2 separate regions of the Mus musculus genome follow, and region 1 is linked to region 2. A link is a contact called in public ChIA-PET data. All regions are on one chromosome and are shown on one strand. Each heading gives the region's core, a stretch centred on a gene start, on an enhancer-like site or on the middle of the called end of the contact. The rest is flanking DNA. Distances are from core to core; before and after follow the strand shown. Region 1 has its middle 3.8 kb from the start of Gm33481. Region 2 has its middle 23 kb from the start of Ifng.

What was found. ChIA-PET counts read pairs in DNA pulled down with a chosen protein or histone mark.
Region 1: a contact with region 2 is called in an RNA polymerase II ChIA-PET map of memory CD8 T cells, with 19 read pairs. The contact joins two enhancer-like sites.

The regions. Positions count from the first base shown.
Region 1 is chr10:118,793,800-118,798,529 of GRCm38.p6, reverse strand. No RefSeq gene overlaps it. Among named protein-coding and RNA genes, the nearest start is that of Gm33481, 3.8 kb to the right of the region's middle. Within about 2 kb of position 1,784, at least 82 of the 459 cell types and tissues checked have an H3K27ac peak or open chromatin away from gene starts, as enhancers often do. A contact at or near this core is called in memory CD8 T cells, where this site is marked.
Region 2 is chr10:118,415,766-118,420,487 of GRCm38.p6, reverse strand. No RefSeq gene overlaps it. Among named protein-coding and RNA genes, the nearest start is that of Ifng, 23 kb to the left of the region's middle. Within about 2 kb of position 1,382, at least 79 of the 459 cell types and tissues checked have an H3K27ac peak or open chromatin away from gene starts, as enhancers often do. A contact at or near this core is called in memory CD8 T cells, where this site is marked.

The sequences.
Region 1 (4,730 bases), core at 535-3,034, 380 kb before region 2:
GGCTTTCCTATGTCACACGCCATGCTTGGGTGGCCCCTTTCATATTCGCTTTACGGAGCTGGCCACATTCCAATTCTCGTCCATTCCGTTTTCATTTCAACTGTAAGTTTTTCTTGTGTTAGTAAGTTTTCCTCTGGATATTCTTTATGAGGGCCCACGAACTCCCAAAGGTACTTAGTTCATCTTCATGATGGGATCTCCTGGGAAGTATCTCCAATATTAAGAAATAATGGGGAAGCTTATGCTATGGCTAAGAATGAGAAATGTCAAAATGTACACCTGTTTATTCCCTCTTTAGGATCACCTCCCCCGAGCCAAACCGTAAGCTGGCTCTCATTAAAATGTGACATTTATCTTTCCAATGTGAATTTATCTTCCTATGGTAAGAATAGAGGAATTCTATTCATGTATTTCATTTCACAATTTGTTGCAAAATAAAATAAATACAGAATAAGATAAATGGTAACTTTAATGAAAACCATAGTTTTAAAATAAGACCTTTCTTAAGTACAAAAAACACTGATGTTGGAAAAAAAACCCTAAATAGTTAATAAGATGGTAGCGTAACCCTGCTGCAAGCGTATGCTCACACACATAAAGCCTTCAGTATAATAAACAAATAATTCTAACATTCTGTGAGAAGGGTTTGCATGAAAGCAGCTCATCAAACTCTGTGATGAGGACTTTGATTGCGTGAACACAGAAATCACAGACAGCCATTTCTGCACGTAGACAGTGAACACAGTAGACTTTGGTGGGTTAGGAAGGACTAGGAGGGTACTCAATTGAATTTTCCTTGGTTCTTGTTGTTGTTGTTTGGTTTGTTTTTCAGACCAGTTCTAGACAAGTCCATCAGTTGAAGGTTCAGGTTCTAACAGGTTAAGCATGCATGAGTCTTCAGGAAGTAAACTCTGTCTGTCCCAGCCAAGGCGTGATGTCCCAATGTAGACAGAGGGGACCCTTGCTCCCTTCCTTTCTAAACAAACAGGAAACACTCAGTTCATCTAGTGTGAAAACTACCCGTGGATAAAGACTTTCATGGTCACTAGCCATGACCTTTTGTGGTTATCAAACACAGATAAAACTTTCATGGTTACCAAACACGGTAACAACTTTCATGGTTACCAAACATGGGTAAATCTCTTGATGACTTCACAAACACAGTCAGTTGGTAACCCATCGTCCTGAAAGCCAGTTTAATTCTGTTTCTGACACTCTCTGTCACTTAGAATACGAGAACTGAGTAAATGCTCATATTTAAAAAAAAAACATAGGTCTTAAAAATAAAGTATTTTATCTCTTTAATATGCTCCTTCAAATGTAGAGGGGTGAGTCTAGGAGAGGACATTAGAGATGAACACCAGTACAAACCCTTTTCAGAAGCACGCAGATAACGATGGAGAAACATGCAGATGTCTTCCGTAGGTAGGGAGTGAGAAACTCTTGGCCAAGTCCCTTGTTGTTACTTCCCACACCATCAGGAAAAAAGATTGTCTGATACCCCCATTAGCTAATTTCGTTGTTCTCAGTATATAACATTTTCTGTAGCCGCTTTATTTTATTTTTATTTGGGATGAGGTAGTTTTAACAACCCACCAGAAGATGTAAACATCTGGTTTCCAGAAGAGGAAGTGTGAACACCAATACCTCATCAGCAGCACTATGGAGTCATGTTCCTTCTCATTCTGGATCATCGATCTTTGAGGGCTTTCTCTTGGATAGAGGATGTCCAGTCCCAACCCTTGTGATTCATAACCAGGGGAAGAGCTAAAAATCAGGAACCAAACATAAGCCACGGTCAGAGAGGCTTCTGAAGGAAGGTTTCGGTTGCTTTTCTCGTTGTTGTGACAAGACATCTAACAGAAGTAACTTCAGGAAGGAAGTGTTTACCATGGCCGCCTGGAGCAGCAAGTCCGCTGGCCCACTGAGCCGTCTCCCCAGGCAGAGAGCTTGTTTCTTAAGTGACTATTTGTTCTATTCTCTGAGGACTGAAAGTAATACAGGCCTGGGTGAGTTTACTTAGCCTTTTTGGTTTTCTTGGGGAGGGTTTGAATTGTGAAAGACACACCCTTTGAGGGCCTACTATGTGCCAGTGTCTTTCCCATGACTTGGTGTGTGCCTGGCAAGCAATCTACCACCAGGGTTTATTCGTAGTTTACTAACGTCTTTCATACACACTGTTTAGCATTTACAAAACTCTCTGAGGTGGATAGGGTAGCCTTCATTTCTGATTTAAATCCCATGTAGCTATTCTGAGGTGCAGGTGAAATATTCCAAGTTAGCTCTGGGGTCAGACTCAGTTCTCCTCACTGTACATCAGATGGGGTTGGAGCTGCCACTTGACCTCTGCAACCATCTGAGAAGCTGACTTGATAATGAAGAACATATTTGTCTCAACTGTGGATGAAGACATCACTAGCCAAAGGGCAGAGGCCATAGGATTGGCCCATTTTTAAGGCATCAATTTTCTGCTGGTACCATGAGTCACAGTTGTCCCTCTGGGACAGCACCATGTATCTGAATCTACTGGCTTAATAATTGAGCGTTAATGAGTTAACGTTAATGAATGTTCGTGATTGCCCTGTCTGATGCCCCCTACAGCCACAGACGTTATGACCATGGCCGATGAGAGCTAAGTGTTTTCCAAAAGAACAAGACTTCTTAAATGTAAGACTCTAAAATACAGGCTTGTGTGGGCGCTGTCTACATTTTGGAGATGAGCTTTGGTCTTCCTAGTCTGGTCCTGTAACAGAGTACCCTCTTTACATCCTAATGTTTGCTTCTGAGGGCTATACTAGCAGCGAGTAATCAGGTGTGCTGGTCTTTGAGCTCTGTGACTCTGGAATCTGAGGATTCTGGATCCTCTGGAAGAGCAGCCAGAGCTTTAAACATCTGAGCCACTTCTGCACATCTCAACCTCTTACTTCTATAACTCAAGGTATCAAAATACTAAAGAACAAACAGACCCGGTGCTATCAGAATTCACTTTCTCAACCATAAGGTCTTTTGAGTATAAATAAGCTTTAAGATGAAGGGGGGAAAATGACATCTACAGAGAAGTTCAAAAACATTAAGAAGTTACGAGAAAGGTCCCCCAAAGTTAATTGCAATATATTGAACATAAACATCAGCAAAGAAGCAAAAGGATTATGTCATTATGCAATATGGTCACAGGTGCCAGCAGTGCTCTGTCCTCGTACATGTTCCTGCATGGCCCGACATGGTCACTCCACTCCCATCAGGAGAAAGACCTAATGAGATCACAGGGACAGCACTGGCTCAATTGGCTTGAGAACATGTCCAGAATGGTGCTGACTAATACACCAGGAACTAGGGCATAGTCTAGAGTCACCGGGCATGGGCTTACACAGAGTAGACTGTAAGGATGTTCAGAGAAATGTGGCTGACTTGAGAAGTGAGAGGTCATGCAATCTCTCAAACAGTTGTGCTTTTCTCCAGAAATACATTGATTTTTAAAATAAGAGCATGCCATTAGCATTGGGCATTGTGACTCATGCCTGTTATTCCAGCTCTCAGGAAGAAGCAGAGGCAGGGGGTTTATAAGTTCAGCTCCGGGCTATATAGTGAGATTCTGAAGAGAGGGAGGGAGAGGGAGAGGGGGAAGGGGAGGGGGAGAGGGGGAAGGGGAGGGAGGAGGATGGGCAGGGCAGGCATATTTACACCCAGAATAAAGAACTAAAGCTTCCTAGCATTTAAAAAGACAAACCACAGAGGAACAGTATAATTAATGATTAGTAGTAGTAACCAGCGGTTAGATTAAAAAATGTGAGAGCGGTTTTAATTCCCAGGAGAGTATAACAGACTTCTGAAAGGGAGATCAATGGATGGTCTTCCACTCTTTCACTTTTGTACCGTTTGAAGGACGAGCATACACACAGGCCCCGAGCAGAGTCTGCCAAGCTACTCAGATAAAAAGAAAGACCTCAACATTCAATTGAGGCCAAATGCCTGCAACTCGAGTCTAAGTAGAACCAAATGTTGAGCGGTTTCCTATCATGTATAAAAAAATGTGAATGATGGGGTTTCCACTTGTCATGCAGATGCTGCTGGAATCGTGGAGATGTGGCCCAGGGAGAAAGCAGAGTCTAGGGCATTTGCTTTCACACCTGTCTTTTCCACGACCTTCGTATGCAAGAGAAATAACACTGTCAGCAACGTCTCAACACAAAGGACATTTAAATGGGCAGGGCATATCAGAGACAGTGACAGACTTCAACCAGGATTCCCTCGTTGGAAGATAACACCACGTTCAGATTCTACTTCCACACTTAGCTTTGCCTTGTTTTCTGTTCACACAGCCATTTGCTATCCCTGACACCAGGTGTGTGGGCGTTTTCCCCCCACATGCCAATCAAAGCCATCCTCTAGGGAACACCAGTCAGTGTCCTCCAATGCAGTTCAGTACTGACACTATTTGCATGGACCCAGTGGATTAAGGGATCTGTCCCAGCAGATCACCCCTCCCTGAGACACAGGTACAATTTCTGCTTCTGAGTAGTGGTACTTGACAGGACTGTACTATACTATGCTATACTATACTATACTATACTATACTATACTATACTATACTATGCTTTAATTTGCTAGTGAGTTAATTTGCTAGTGTGATTCTCAGAACTCAGGAAACCACTAGAAGTTCAGGTTACTAACAAAGGATGCGAGGGGCTGGAGAGATGGCTCAGTGGTTACAAGCATTTTTTGCTCTTGCA
Region 2 (4,722 bases), core at 133-2,632:
ATAAACCTGGCAGGATGGTACATGGCTAGGAGTTCTGGCTCAGATCAGTAGCTCAAGACAATCTGTGCTACATTGTGAGTTTAAGGCTGACTCAGAATGCATGAGGCCCTGACTCATGTGTATAGATAGATAGATGTGTATAGATAGATAGATACATAGGTACATAGATAAATATATAGATACATAGATAGATACTTAGATGATAGATACATAGGTATAAGCATACATACATACATACATACATACATACATAGATCAATACATACATACATACATACATAGATTGGTACATAAATAGGTACATACATACATACATCATACATGGATACATACATGGATACATAGAAACATAGATAGAAATGTGTGTGTACACATGAATACATGCTATCATTACCTACTCAAATTTACATTAATCAAAAACCCAATCCTTCCTAGTCACTGTGGATTTGATGTTTGTGTGTGTATTTTTCTCTGAAAATTTCCTTCTTTAGACTCTTACTTTGAGGAGCCTGCACATCCCGCTGCCCATTTTATATTCATCACCCCCCTTTTGAGATATTGTACCTATATGTTGCTTTTTTAAATGATAATTTCTCAAAAGACAGAAATTAGAAGTTGTCCCCACTCTTTTCATTTTGAAAGGTGGCAGGCACAACACCAGACGTCTTTAATCTTCTTCAGATCATCTGATATTTTCTTCTTGAGACTGTAGTGCGGATTTATCACTCCATGCAACTCGAAACATATATCAATGTCATCCCACACTAGATGATATATGATTTTCCTTATTGGAAAATTAGACACCTAATTTGCTAATTAGAATCATAGATCATAACTCATTATGATTTTTTAGGAAGCTTATTAAACAACAACAGAAGCCCTGCATTTTGTCATAGGAGCTTCTCCTAAAACAATAAAGTGAATCCCCAGAGAAGCAGTCTAAACGACATGTCACACGGAAGCAGTCTAAATGACATGTCACAAGGCTGTCTGTACTTCCATCAGGAAAGTGAAGAAACTTGAAAGAGTTGGAAAGATTTCTTTTCACCCCAGGTGGAGTTTGAAGGTTTTTCTAGCAGGTTCTTTCAGGAAGCCCGTTAACCTTCTGCTCTGTTGGCCTGTGGTCAGGGACTTCCCCCAACCTGCCTCCTGTCTTTTGACAATGAGCAGAAATTTGGCCTCTTAGGTTTTCTTTCTAGTCACCTGATAGGATTTCCCAGGACAGAGGTGTTAAGCCAGCTTTGATCTGACTTCCCATCTCCTTCCTGTGGATCACCCTGAGAAGAAAGAAGTTGCCTTTCCCCACCCCACCCCCACCCCAGGCGCTGACATCATGCTTCCGCTCCATAGGGCGGGGCGATGCGTGCCCATGTGCTCACAGAAGTGCAGGTCTGAGCAGGAAGTAGAGTTGTTTAAAGATAAGATACTCTCTTTGGCTTCCTTACCTTTGAGGTTATAGCAAACATCAAATTTCACGTGTGTGTGTGTGTGTGTAGACAATTGCATGTTAATACTTGCATGATTATATGGCATCATTGCTGTCATACTTCTAAAACATTTTTTCACTGTAGTATGGTGGTAAGAGGTGCCAATGTGGGAACTGGATTGTGTTTGAATCCTGCCTCCAAGTTATACCAGTGTTTGAACCCTCTGAACCTGAGGACATTCTTGGGGCTTTAGCTGGCAATAATGGCATCCACCCTGGAAAGGGGTGTGTGTGTGTATGTGCCCGCACGTGTGTGTGTGTGTGTGTGTGTGTGTGTGTGTGTGTGTGAGAGAGAGAGAGAGAGAGAGAGAGAGAGAAAGAGAGAGAGAGAGAGAGAGAGAGAGAGAGAGAGAGAGAGAGATGTGAAGCACTTGAATCAGCTTGATCTATCGTAAGCACAATTTGCTCATTATTTTTCTTCTGTTTTCAAGTATTCTCATCTGTAACCTGGATGATGAGGAGTCATATTTGCATTCTTTTTTTGTCATACTTGTCATTATTTTTTATTTACTTGTACATGGTCAACTGAAGGATGGAAAAGAAAAGAAGCCGATTGGGTTACTCTAGAGCCAGAGCTGCAGTTGAGAATCAGTTGTGTAGGTGGTGATTCTGGGGAGCAGCAGAGAAGAGGGGGAGGGATTCAGGGAAGAGAGGAAGTCAATGCAGGGTGGTTAGCAAGCTCAAGTCACAGTGGACATGGGAACTTAGACCTACAGGCAAGGTCATAGAATGCATCCAAAGGGCCCAACTCAGAGTGGAGAAACAGGGTTTTCTAGCCATCACTCTCTTGGGGATGATGTCAAGACGTGGAGGCACCCATTCTCAACCCTTGTAGTCTTCCACAAGCCCAGAAGAAAGAATGTTACACCCAGAGAATAGTTAGTAACCATCGTCTGCAAGGGCAGGAAGGGAGGCCACTGAGAAGTTTAAATAAATCATGACAGCATCAGCAACCCACTAAAAGTTTGTGGTATGGCCTTAATTATTCCTGATTTTTTTTTCAGACTTCATTATATCCTTTTTGTTCCAGGGTTGCTGTAAGCTCACTGGCATCTTGTACATGCTGAGGTACTCAGAGTAGCAAGAGATGGAAACTTCAGCAACACTGTTTCCAAGAGTGAGATGTATCGGGAAGACTTGGGCATTGTGGGTAATAGAGAACTACCTCAGAAAAGAGCTGGTATTAAGCACTAAGAATTGGTAGGGGTGTCTTTCTGACTCTCAAGCGTACTTGTTTTAGTGAGGTGTCAATCTCTTCTACCACAGAGTAGCATTCCTTAGAAGAAGGGGGTCATCGAGACATCCTTCTCTAACTTCATACTCTATAAGATTTACTCCCAAGAATAGACGCACCTTCTCATTTGCCATTAGAAGCACACAATAACTTATGAAGGACTAATTGAGATCCACATCATATGTCCTCCTGGATATTTAACTAGGACAACAGCAAGGGCCCACCACTAGCCTATCAGAGTGACCAACCTCCAGAACACAGCACACAGAGCTGACCAGGACACAGAGAAAAGAACCATCAGCATGCCACAGCTTCATTAGAAGACAGGTTGGCCATCACTGACAAAATTAACGACACTCCAGCCATGTAATCCAGCCAGTGCCCTGCTCTGCCTTCCCTCCAAATGTGTTTAAAGCTCATACATCCTAATGTGTAAATGCAGCATACTATGCTAGCTTTGAGAGTTTGTGGTACAGCTTTTTGGCATGATGTGCAAACACTCTACCACTGAGATATACCCTAAGCCCAAGATTTCTACTTGTAAAAATAGGGATGTATCTTATTTTAAAATACATATCTTTTGCAGGGCTGGAGAGACAGCTCAACAGTTAAGAGACCTGACTGCTCTTCCAGAGAATCCAGATTCCCAGCAGTCACCTGGTGACTCACAGACACCTCTACCTCCAGTTCTTTGGATCTGACTTCATCTCTAGCCTCAACAGGCACCAGGCACACACAAGGCACACAACATACATGCAGACAAGACACCTAAACACGTAAACTTAAAATTAATTCCTAGTACTTTGCTTTTAAATAAATTTTATTTATAATTGATGCATAAAGATGGTACACATTTAGCAAGTACAGTATGGTACTTTAATATATGCATTAAAATGTGTGACAATCGGACTCAGATTAAATTATGTATGCAAGTATATGTGTGTATTATCTCAAATATTTATCATTTCCTTACATTACTTACATTGCAACTACTCTCTACTAGCCTTGTCAAATCAAAATTTTAGAAAAATATTGCTTTGATCATAGCTTCATTATCCTTTAAATGAACATGTAAAACTGAATTATTTCAAAATTGTATAAGTCAATGTATAGAGATCTATAGAATTATCAGAGTCACACAAAAACTAGGATAACTGCTATTTCCTAGTCGTGCTAAAAGTTTTTAAACTGCCCCCTTTCATTCATGAGCCAAGAGCAATCCTCAAAGTCAAGTTTTGAAGATCACTCCTGCAAGTAAATATAATGTGCTATAGCATTTGTCAAACATAGGTGTTCTTGTTTGTACATTTACCATTCCATCTAGCCCTCATATTTTATACTCCAGTCTTACTCCTTTTTTCATAGAATCCTGATTACCTTCTATTTGATCAGCACTAATGTGCTTTAAAGATTGATTTTTAACTCTTGATATCAGACCACCACTCATCTTCTAGTAAGAGCCATAACCCAAGCTCCATTCTCAGTTCTACTGCTTTCAGATACTGATAGTTTCTAAACATCTTTCTCCAGGAAAGGTCTCTCGCTAGAACCTACAATCCTGCACTTCTCTCTTGCGCAGCCATACAGAAGAACAAAATTATGTCATTTGAAAGGTAGTGAAAGAAGTAAAGATTGTCATGTTCAGTGAAACAGGCCATAATGAGACAGACAAATATGTTTTCTCTTATATATGAAACCTGGCATATCTGTCTTTCTGTCTGTCTGTCTGTCTGTCTGACTGATATATATATATATATATACATATATATGTGTGTGTGTATGTATATATGTGTATATATATTATATATATGATATAAATATCTTGTGTCATATTATATACATAATATATTATATATAATATATATTATATGACACAAGAGTAGAGGGGGATTATTTTGGAAGTGAAGGAAAATTATCAGGAGGATTTATGGAAGTCCAGGAGGATGTTTAAGATAGGCTTTTGTTTAGGAGTATTACTAATCAATATTAGATAAGATAAGCC